2 separate regions of the Mus musculus genome follow, and region 2 is linked to region 1. Evidence: chromatin contacts called from public promoter capture Hi-C data. All regions are on one chromosome and are shown on one strand. Each heading gives the region's core, a stretch centred on a gene start, on an enhancer-like site or on the middle of the called end of the contact. The rest is flanking DNA. Distances are from core to core; before and after follow the strand shown. Region 1 holds the start of Arhgap44 (Rho GTPase activating protein 44). Region 2 overlaps Map2k4 (mitogen-activated protein kinase kinase 4).

Region 1 (5,935 bases), core at 1,374-3,873:
GAAGACCACATCCTCAACCAGGTAGTAAAAATTGGTGGTCAGCAAGAACAAATCTCTAAAGTGGAGCTGGGCTTCATGTGTCCGAAGCACAGGAGTTCAGGGACAGGGAGACAGGAAGACAAAATGAGCATGCTGAGACAAAGGGGGGTCCAGAGGGATGTGGCTACTGAAATGCTGGGGCTGCTAAGCAAAATGATGGCACTGGAAGTGTTGAAGCAGTAGAGTATCCTAAACTAATTTTTGCTTCAACAGTTTACTCTAAACTTCACCAAAACAGACACAAGTCAGGCCTCAACTTTGTACATGTTGGTCATCCACCTAAGCGCTCAGCAGCTCTGGCATAGCAGGGTGCAGCCCCTGGATTTGTACTTCTAAGAATGTTCTTTGAATACATAAGACTACTTTTTACAATAATAATAATAATAATAATAATAATAATTCAGTCTGCTTTTGCCTATTTTTCATTTCCTCCACGAATGACAGTGAAAAATATAGTTCCTATGCCCATGCCTCAAAAATCTCACAACTTAAAAACAAGTCCTGAAGGAAGATAGGAGCCAGGTGTCTGGAAGCAACACGAATGCCTTCCCTGAGACATCTATATCCGAGCACCAATCTCTAACACTCCAAGAGAACACCAGGCTACTAAGTGGACTGAGAATACTCCATGAGAAACAGCAACCTGTGGTCAGAGTGAGGGGCCCACCCCTGGGATGTCTACTGCCATCATGTATGCCAGAGCCCAGGGAGTGTGATCCAGAAGCCAAGACAGTAAAGAATGGTCAGCTTGACAACCAACAGCTACACCCCCCAGTACCAGGAAAGCACTATCTCAGCATCCAACATACCAAAGACAGTCCACGTGAGGCTATATTTGTGGCAATACCGTGCCAAAAATCTGGGCTAATCTGACTCTGCTATTCATAAATTCCCCCCTCATGTTAAAGCACATGTGTTTGGGAAGGGAAAATGAATCCAAGTCTAGTTTAGAAGCTTGGAAACGCTTAGGTTACTTGGAAACCATCTGGAGTTCCTGAAAGCATGAGAAGCCATCACATCCCCTGCCCTCAAATGCCCACTGTAACTAGGGCAGTATGCTTCCCTCATGTCCTCTATTCTCCAGGGAAGTCCCCACCCCCACCCTACCAGGTGCCAGCTCAAGCTCCATTTCCCACCCAAGAAAGGTATTTGGTTTCTCAACAAACCTGGCCGAGAGCACTCTATGTGTGGAGCCTGCACTTGAATTGCACCCAAGGCTTGGTTCTTCCCTTTCTGCTTACTTTAAACTGCACACCTAAATTCCTTTAACAACCACACAGAAATCCGGCCCTGGGCACACAGATTCCATGAAAAATCCCCCTCTATCTAACAAGCCTGTGTTTCAAGAATGTCTAGCTTTGGACGGGACCCACTAAGAATCCTTATGTAACCTTAATAGATCTTGGCACCCCACAGATCCGCTCCTGGAGACACTGGCCCAGATCTAGTCCATGTTCACCAAGATGAGAGCAGTCTGGGTCCTGCAGATTCCTGGGGCCAAGCTGTTCTGGACTGGGAGGGAGGAGAGACTGTCCCATCCCCTACCTGGCTGAGAGCCTCTGATCCTCCTCTCTCTGATCCTCCTCTCATCTTCCAAGGGAGTTGAACCTCACTTTCGCAGCCTCCCTCCCTCCCTCCACTGAAATCAGTCTTGGGACCGAGCCTACATCAGCCAGCACCTTCCCCCTTCTCGCCATCCTTTCCCCACCCCCAAACGCTGAGGAAAAAACAGCCAGGAAAGTGATCCAGCATCCCATACAGTCACAGCCCCTGAAAACAAACAGGGCTCCAGTGGGGAAGGAGGGTGTCGACCAGGCCCAACACTACCTCAGGACCCTAAGCAGCCCTGAACTGGGCGCAGGGAGGAAGAGATCTCCAGAGGCAGCCAACGACTCGGCAGCCAGCAGCTCCAGCAGAGCAAACACCTGTTTCCAGGAAGAATCGCTACCAGAGGAAAAGGGAGTCCCGAGGAAAGGCAGAGAGGGCGAGGTGAAGGGGCAGCTGGGGACGCAGGTGAGGATGCGTCACTCTCTGAGCCTAGACCGGCGAGCGAGAAGCGAGCAGGGGTCGGGAGAGGAAAGGTCTCACCAACGACCCGCGCGGACCCAGGAGGGACGCACAAGCTCCAGGCCGGGCAGCTCCATCACCTGCGCCTGGCAGATGCAGCCCCGCGGGCGTGCCGGCCCTGGGCGGCCAGCGGGTGACCTACCTGCCCACCGTCTGGTTGGCCAACTGGCGCATGCGGTTAAACTGCTTCTTCATCGTGGCCCCGCTGCCGCGCTAGCCCGGGAGCTGGGGAAGGACTGAGCTGCCCGGAGCCCACCGCAGGGTTACATGGCTCCCGCGCCCAGCCTCCCGGGCGACGGCGGCGGCACTGCGGAGCCTGGGGAGCCGCCTGGCCCGCGCCCAGCCTCCCGAGAGCACCTCCGCCTAGTCCGCCCGCCGCATCCTTCTCTGTGCCACGCCCGGGGCCGCCCAAGGCGCCCGGCGGTCAGCCCCAGCTGTAGCTAGCCCCCAGCCCCAGCCCGGCGAGCGAACCGGGGAGTCTCCGCAGGCTGGCTAGCCAGCTGGCCGGGTGGTCCCCGTGCGCCTGTGCGGAATGCGCCGTGCATGCTGGGACTTGTAGTTTGCCGCTCCCACCTTTCCTCTGTCCAAAGTTTGTAGGGACAGCTTTTGTGCAGAGGTGAGAGAAGACAGTATGACCAAGACGTTTAGGCTTTAGCCTTGTAGTAAAGGAAATACTTTCGTGCTTGAATAGTGAAACCAACGACACAACAACAAACAGAGTAAACGTCTGACTCCTATTTTCTCTCAAGCGAATGCGAGATGTTCAGTGTTGAATTCATATGAAGATATGTTAGGCAGATGTGTTCGTTAAATTGTATAAAGTCACCTTATTGGTGTTCAATCACAGTGTTAAGCTTGGGACAAAGGGGTTTCGAACTAGGCGTAGCATGCATCCCAAAATGCCATCCTTAATCTTTTTCAAACCCAGTAAGTAACCAAAAGTTTACATAAGATTGAATCAGTAACGTCTTGTCTACTAGCACAACCTGAGACAGCTTTCTTGTATGATTTAGATTCTATTACCATAGCTATGTCCATCTCCTTACCGCCACTAGACCTGAAATGGTATCAGCTGGGCAGCCCACTGGCATTTACCAGCTGGTTGAAAGAAATTGTGGCTCATTAGACTTGGAAGGTGGCAGGTGAGGGGGACAGCAAATGGCTCAATAGGTAAAGAAGCCTATTGACCTGTGTTCAGTGTCTAGAACATACACGGTAGGAGAAAATTAACTCCTGCATGTTGTCTTACGTACACACACACTAAATAAATATAAATAATGTAAAAAAAAGAAAGAAAATCACATGTGATCTCAATTAGTTGTCATCTTTATATATATCAAGTCAGAGTTGTTGGGCAGTAGAGACATTGGATCAAACAAATGTGAGTCTTCCCATTAGAATCTCACATATTTAATCAGCAATTTTAGGAAAACTGCTGGGACTCTCTCATCTCCAGCTTCCCTATCTCAAGTAGAAAGCACTGCTGTTTGGTAGATGGAAATGAAAGAGTGCTGTTTTCCAAATCTAACTACATACAGGCTATCATGTAGTCCACTGTGGCAGATACAATGGAAGATAGCATAATGGGAAAATCCAGGATCATTCCTATTATGAAAATAGTTTAAAAAAAAAAAAAAAGGAAGAGCATCCATCTATGACCCGAGATTCTCTGCAGTGTGTTGATTACAGTAGAAAGATGCCCTAAATATGGATGTAAGTGTCTTACTGGCCAGCGGAACAAATGATGGTTTGAGGCATGTTTTGGCTGAATGAACATGAAATCTTTAATTAATTGTGAGCTCAGCCTCTGCTTATTAGGTCAAGAGTTCTGGTCAATTAGCAGTGAAGGCATCGTGCTTGTGACTGACTGTATGTGGCAACATACAGTCATGTCAACGTCATGTTTATATAAACAAAGTACTTCTATTTTGAGTTTTTAAAAATCCTTTATTCATTCATTTATTTATTTATTTATTTATTTATTTATATTTATTTTAAACTGCAGATGTTATTCCCCTCCTGTTCCACCCTCCGACCATTCCACATCTCATACCTCCTCCCCACCCCCCTTGTCTCCACAAGGATGTCCCCACCCCCCACCCCACCAGACCTCTAAACTCCCTGTGGCCTCCAGTCTCTTGAGAGTTAGGTTCACCTTCTCCTGACTAAACCCAGACCCAGCCGTCCTCTGCTGTATATTTGTTGGGGGCCTCATATCAGCTGATGTATGCTGCCTGGATAGTGTTCCAGTGTCCAAGAGATCTCAGGGGCCCAGGTCAATTGAGACTGCTGGTCCTCCTACAGGGTCACCCTCCTCCTCAGCCTCCACAGGAGTCAGCAACTTCTGTCCATTGGTTGGATGCGAATATCTGCATCTGACTCTCTCAGCTGCTTGTTGAGTCTTTTGGAGGGCAGTCATGATAGGTCACTTTTTGTGAGCGCTCCATAGCCTCAGTAATAGTGTCAGGTCTTGGGGCCTCCCCTTGAGCTGGATCCCACTTTGGTCCTGTCGCTGGACCTTCTTTTCCTGGAGCTCCTCTCCATTTCCATCCTTGCAGTTCTTTCAGACAGGAACAATTATGAGTCAGAGTTTTGACTGTGGGATGGCAACCCCATCCCTCACTTGATGCTGGGTCTTTCTGCTGGAGGTGGGCTCTACAAGTTCCCTCTTCCCAATGTAGGGCATCTCATCTAAGGTCCCTCCCTTTGAGTCCTGAGAGTCTCTCACCTCCCAGGCCTCTGGTGCATTCTGAAGGGTTTCCCCAAACTCCTACCTCCCAAGGTTACCTGTTTCCATTCTTTCTTCTGGCCCCCAGGGCTTCAGTCTTCCCCCCCCCCAATACCAGATGATGTTCCCCTCTCCCCCCCCCCATCCCCTTTCCCTCCCAGGCCCCTCCCTCCCTCCCAAGTGGGGCTGAGGCATCCTCACTTGGGCCCTTCATCATGTTGACCTTTTTGAGTTCTGTGGACTGTATCTTGGGTATTCTATACTTTTTTTTTTTGGCTAATAGCCACATATTGGTGAGTACAAACCATGCATGTCATTTTGGATCTGAGTTACATCACTCAGGATGATATTTTCTAGTTCCATTCATTTGCCTGCAATAAAAAAAAAAATGACCATATGGTTAATAGTGCTTATCAATTTAGCAGGAGCTGGATTCACCAGAGAAACAAGCCTATGGGTACGTCTGTAAGAGAATGTTTGGGTTGGCAGAGGTAAGCAGAGCCACCTTAAATGTGTGCAGCACCATTCTCTGGGCTGTATATAAAAGAGAGAGAGTGAGCTGAGGATTATCGTTCATCTCTCTCTTCTTCCTGATAGCAGATGCAGTGTGACCAGCTGCCTTCAGGTTCTACTGCTGTGACTGCCCTGCCATGGTGGTCTGTACCCACAAATTGTGAGCTCAAATTAACTCTGTTACCTTAATTTGGTCAAAGTATTTCTTCACAGTAACATGAAAAGCCACCAATAATACCCTAATAAGCATGGCTTTGTGTACATCAGTCATGGGGAGCCATTAAGAACACTGTATGACTTTAAACAACATGATACTTGGTCGTACAACTGTGTTATTCAGTACAGTGGCCCTTGAATTGTGTGGCTGTTGAAATTTCAATAAATAAAGAGTTTAGTGTCTCAGTCATCCTGTCCATACATTAAGTGCATCTTCTGCATTCTGTCCTGGAGAAAGGATAATGACACAGGAAAAAAAATAGAAAGAGAGAGGGAAATTAATGTCAAGTCTGCACTTTTGATCTTTCAAAGCAGATGTCAGAATCACATGTAACAAAATGGAGTTTTTAAAGAAGAGAGTTTGGAATTTAA
Region 2 (5,935 bases), core at 1,891-4,390, 540 kb after region 1:
AGAAACAAAACACCAACAACAAGCACAGAAGAAGAAATCAGACCCAAGGAACTGAGCACCAGGAAATAACAGAGACAGTAAGTGAAATAAAACAGTAATAGAGAAACAACAGAAAGACGTCAACAAAACCACGGCACTTCCTGGGCAATAACAGAACATACACTGTGGGCCAGCTCTGGTCAGACTAAGAGAACGAGACAGCCTTGACATCCGTACATAAGAATGAAGGCTGGGAATCCCTATTCATCTGAAGGAAACAACTGAAAATCTGTGATATGGAGCTGGGAGAGGTACGCTATGAGCCTTCATCCAGAACTGAGGGCCACTGACAGCTGAGCTTCCTGGAGTGAGAAGGGCAGGCCTTTTTGAAGGGTGTGACCCCTGATAGGTCAACCAAACTCCAGTGGACAGATGGTTGCACATCTAAGAGTATATGGTTAGTATAAAATAGAATTGATGTACCATTTAAGAAAAAAAACACCCACAACAAAACATCTAAAGGGGGGGGGGGGGAGCTGGTCCAGGGAGAGCAAGGGAGAAGAGACAAAGAGGTGAATATGATCTAAAGCACTATGAAGTTCTAAAAGAAATAATATATTTTAAAAGGAAAATGAAAACTTATCAAGACAATATATAAATACAAATACAAAAAACTTTAGAAGTATATTTTTTTAAATGAATTTGCCATTAAAAACTATCCCACAAGCTGTATGTCATGGCTCACAACTATAACTTTGATACTGAGGAGGATGAAACAGGAGGAATATCATGAGTTCAAGGCAAGCTTGGGCTGTATAGCAGGTACCAGGATAGTCTGGGCGACGGTGAAAGACTGTCTAAAAGAAAAATGGAGAAACAATAAGCAAAACCCACCTTCCCCCAAACAGACTCATAGTAAAGTAGGCTCTCGGAGCCTTTTCAAACCTGCAAGGAAGAAATATCAGCCATCTTATATGCATTCTACATCAAAAGACAAAAAAGGAGGGAGGGAGGGAGGGAGGGAGGGAGGGAGGGAGGGAGGAAGGACAAAAAAAGAAGGAAGAAAGAAAGAAAAGAAGAAAAAAATAGAAATGACAGGATGGTTCTCAACTTGTTTCCTAAGTCTCTTAGGAAAACCTGACACAGGCAGCGCAAGACAATGTTCCTGTACAAAACAACACAGAACGCGAGCAATAGGAATCAACCCACAGCACACGCAGAACTAATGCAGCAGAACCAGTGCACTGTCTCAGGGATGCTGCAGGGATGCTGCAGGGATGCAGGCTGCAGGGTTGTAACATGAATGGAGCACATATTCACATATTGGTAAACTCTGTACACGCTAAACCTTCTGACAAAATTCAATCCCAAAAGTACAGCAATAGCAACAAGTCTTAGCACACTATGGAGAGATAAAAGTTCTCACTTCATCAAAGAAATACAAAGTAACCTCGACTTAATTCCAAATACAACACTTCCTTTTTAATTAAGTCACTCAGAACTGAGTTCCAGCTAGTGCAACATGTAACGTACAGGTGTTACTTTTATTCAGAAATTTCTACAACCCTCTACATAGGAATTCTCTATTAAAACTCAGTGAATCTAAGTTAACAAGGTCACCAAAATACAAAGGCAACTTAAGACAACGATTGGTACTTTGACATAATAAAAGTGAGGTGGTTTTTTGTTTTGTTTTAAAGAAAGACTTCATTCCATTCCCAGTAATAGTAATAGTAATATCCAAATTCTTATGTTCTTTTTGTTTTTTTGTGAGACAGGGCCTCACTATGCATCTCTAGCTATCCTGGAACTCACCCTGTAGAACTGGCTAGCTTCAAATCCACAGATATCTGCCTGCCTCTGCCTCCTGAGTACAGAGAGATTGAAGATGTATACCTGTACTGACCAAACCCATGAATTCTGTAGCAATAAATTTAAAATGACTTCACGCTAAAAAACTATGGGCACTGCTAAGAGAGCAAAATATCTAAATGAATTAAGGAACTAAATGAACCAGGAACTAAACCTTGTGTCAACACAAGAATGGACAAGCAAAAATGGTAGAAGAGCTACACAACCCAAGCCTCTCAGCACAACAGCACAGGTACATCTTTAAAATATTCCAGAGAAGGCGGGTGTTAGCTGCCTTAGGCAGGAATGGGGAAACACATAGGACAAAGACAAGAGATAGTCAAACAAGAAGTGTTTTGTATCTTCACTGGTTCTGATGAGTGACTATTTGCCAACACTCCAAGTGTGCACTTAGAACAAGGAGCTACCATTCACAGTTACTGTGCTAAGATCACTCTGAACTCCTTTGTATTTGTCACAAACAAGCTAGAAGTTCTTGCAAGAGTGGACTATGCAAATATATCTCAAATCCGAAGCAGCTAAGCTTAGAGGCATTTGTAAGTCACCTATAAAATGGGTGCTAAGAACTGAAACTTGGGTCCTTTCAAAGAACAACATGCTCTTAACCCTTGAGCCATCTCTCCAGCCCTGAAGTAACTTTTTAGAAGTCACTGTGTTAGAGGGTAACACAAGAATAAGGAATCTTGGGGCTAGAAAGTTGGCTTAGTGGTTAAAAGCACTGACTGCCCTTCCAGAGGCCTGAGTTCAATTCTCAGCAACCATATGGTGGCTCACAACCATCTGTAATGGGACTCGATGCCCTCTTCTGGTATATCTGAAGAGAGCACCAGTATACTCACATACAGAAAATAAATAAATCTTTTAAAAATGAGAAATCTTCTGGAAATTAGACTTTTAAGTATATTCAAACAAAAAGAGAAACTGAGGAAAGGGGACACTATCTTGCAACTGCTCCCACTCTCTTTTAAGTGTTATAAGTCGTCGATATGATGTGCTTTGTCATGTGGTGCAATAGAAGGCAGACATTAGCTATGAAATTGTCATCCCAAAACAATCTATGGTCTGAACCTAATCAGTCTGAACCTAGCCTGGGGTAATGAGACTCAGGAAGAATGTGTGTGCTTGTGGAGAGCCTTCTGGGGTACCGCGTGGCAGGACTCTGACATTAGCCATGACAAGGAAGTAAACTCAGGCGGGAATCTGACTTCAGGGCATGATAGGAAAGTACATTTCAGCAAGACTCTAGCTTTAGGCTGTAAAAGGGAAGTAGGTTCATGAAGGCAGGAATTTTAATCTTAGGGTAGAACAAAGGCATAGGCTTCAGGCAAGAGTTTGAGCTTGATCAAGGAAATGGGCTCACATATTTTGGTCATTCTGACAAGCTCTAGGAAACAACGGTTGAAGGACTTTGCTTACTGCCTTGCTAGTTCCTTATTGTATTGCTCACCCTTAATACTTGCATGTAATTAAGATGGCATAAAAGTGGATTGGGAAAATTAAATTTGCCTTCAGTCCCAGAATTGACTGGGGTCATGCTGCAGCACTGTCTACTTGTCTCTTTCTTTTCAATCCTCAATCATGCGCTGGAGAACCTGTTGACTGAGTGGGTTTGGTCAGATGCTAAAGCTACTTCCAAAAAGGTTAATCCCATGGGAGGGTGGGAGGTCCAGGCCAGTCCAGACTGAAATAATAAATGCAAAAGCTGAAAACAAAGCATCAATTTAAGGTAACTATGTCTTGCACATTTAAGAAATGTAAGCATTGCCTATATAATACTACAAAATTCTTAAGTATTTTATGCATGTTAATGTTACTGTGGTCATGTGACAGAATATCCATCTTGGGAGAGGGACACCCAAGTGTTTGGAATAAAATGATTCAGCAAGCATACACCACACACATGCATGCATGAATACATTTATATATTTGTATGTGAGGGAAGAGAGCTTGCCAAACTATTAAAATTTCCATATAAAAGTATTATATAAAAATTCTATATTTTGGATTTTTTTATGTTCTAGAATTAGAGAGTAATCTCAGCTTCTCTAGATGGAGGAAAAAAATGTAAAAGTCTACTACAAGGGCATTTCTGGTGACTTCAGTACTCTAAGGTGGAAGCAGGAAAAGCTTAAACTTGGAGCTAGCCTGGACTGTGTTTCAAAAACACACACACACAAAGGCATTTCTTATGTGCTACAATATACCAAGGAGACTCAAGCCACCTCAAGGCTCTCAAAATTAATTCTGTATTTCTGTCTATCTCTTAATAGGTCGGCCTCTGTCCACCAGTGGCAGGACTATTTCATTTGATTTAGTCAACATCAGAACTACAGAGGCTATCATTGGCCTGCACATCCCAAAGTAGGATAGAGTCAGAAAGAAAAGTGAATCCTTACACCACTTCTCTTTTGGTAGGTGTGAAACCATATTTCTCCATATTTCTATACAAGAATGAAGTGCCTGTCTCTTTCTTTAAAAGTTATCTGAATAGGATCAGAGGAGAGGAGGACACAACATCTGCCCAACACTGGGGATTAATTGGGACCAGCAGGACCAGTGGGATCAGTGGGACCCAGGCACCCAGGAACTCCACCTGACTAGTGGCATGAGTTCCTTCTGGTCAGGGCCTGTGCCCTGAGCAGACCTTGGGCGCTAACTCCGAAGCCAGTCCCACAACACCCAGAAGAAGCTCCACTCGCAGGTGCTTTCACGCACCTAGGATCCCAGGATCCCAGGAACTTGATCACACCAGGATCTCAGGGTCCCAGAGGCAGCTGAACTCTGAGGAGTTCTGACACAACCAGGATCATAGGAAGGACAGCATCCAGTCAGATATAGCAAGGGCATGTAGCGCTAGAGATAATTAGATGGCGGGAGGCAAGCGTAAGAACCTAAGCAACAGAAAAGGTTACTTGGCATCATCAGATCCCAATCAATTCTCCCACCATAGCAAGTCCTGGATACACCTTCACACCGGAAAAGCAAAACTCTGATCTAAAATCACTTCTCATAATGATGATAGAGGACTTTAAGAAGGACATGAATAACTCCCTTAAAGAATTACAGGAGAACACAAGTAAACACCTAGAAGCCCTTAAAGAAGAAACACAAAAACCCCTAAAGAATTACAGGAAAACACAATCAAATAGGCGAAAGAAAGGAACAACCAAGATCTAAACCATCCAAGATCTAAAAATGGAAATAGAAACAATAACGAAACCTCAAGGGAGATAACCCTGGGATTAGAAAACCTAGGAAAGAGATCAGGAGTCATAGATGCAAGCATCACCTACAGAATTCAAGAGATAGAAGAGAGAATCTCAGGTGCAGAAGATACCATAGAAAACATTGAGACAACAGTCAAAGATAATGCAAAATGCAAAGAGCTCCTAACCCAAAATATCCAGGAAATCCAGGACACAATGAGTAAATGAATCCTAAGAATAATAGGTATAGAAAAGAGCAAAGATTCCCAACTTAAAGGTCAGCAAATATCTTCAACAAAATTATAGAAGAAAACTTCCCTAACCTAAAGAGAGATGCCCATCAACATAAAAGAAGCCTACAGAATTCCAAATAGACTCTACCAGAAAAGAAATTCCTCCCATCACAGAATAATCAAAACACCAAATGCATTAAAGAAAGAAAGAATATTAAAAGCAGTAAGGGAAAAAGGTCAAGTAACATATAAGGACAGACCTATCAGAATTACGCCAGACTTCTCACCAGAGACTATGAAAGCTAGAAGATCCTGGGCAGATCTCATACAGACCCTAAGAGAACACAAATGCCAGCCCAGGCTACTATACCCAGAAAAACTCTCAATTACCATAGATGGAGAAAACAAGCTACTCCATGACAAAACCAAATTTACACAGTATCTTTTTACAAACCTAGCCCTACAAGGGATAATAGATGGAAAACACCAACACAAGGAGGGAAACTACACCCTAGAAAAACCAAGAAAGTAATCTTTCAACAAACCCAAAAGAAGATAGCCACACAAACATAATTCCACCTCTAACAACAAAAATAACAACTATATAAAGAATCAACAAACCCAGGAGCTGGTTCTTTGAAAAAA

What was found. Promoter capture Hi-C pulls out the DNA fragments that hold promoters and counts their contacts.
Region 2: a promoter capture Hi-C map of trophoblast stem cells shows a contact between it and region 1, with 4 times the contacts expected there. The contact joins the enhancer-like site here to the promoter of Arhgap44 in region 1. A contact is called at or near these places in 15 of 39 promoter capture datasets (the 3T3-L1 cell line, 3T3-L1-derived adipocytes, the HPC-7 cell line and 9 more) and 2 of 115 datasets of contacts at active chromatin or transcription factors (embryonic stem cells and stem cell-derived neural progenitor cells).

What each region holds. Positions count from the first base shown.
Region 1 is chr11:65,160,338-65,166,272 of GRCm38.p6, forward strand. It overlaps Arhgap44 (Rho GTPase activating protein 44), which reads right to left and starts at 2,624. Exons shown (of 20, transcript NM_001099288.1): 1 at 2,249-2,624. The coding sequence starts at 2,301. LOC115487730 (a long non-coding RNA gene) reads left to right here. Exons shown (of 3, transcript XR_003949568.1): 2 at 484-2,052.
Region 2 is chr11:65,698,026-65,703,960 of GRCm38.p6, forward strand. All of the region lies in intron 7 of Map2k4 (mitogen-activated protein kinase kinase 4), which reads right to left. Among named protein-coding and RNA genes, the nearest start is that of Mir744, 34 kb to the right of the region's middle. Within about 2 kb of position 3,141, at least 3 of the 459 cell types and tissues checked have an H3K27ac peak or open chromatin away from gene starts, as enhancers often do. A contact at or near this core is called in trophoblast stem cells, where this site is marked.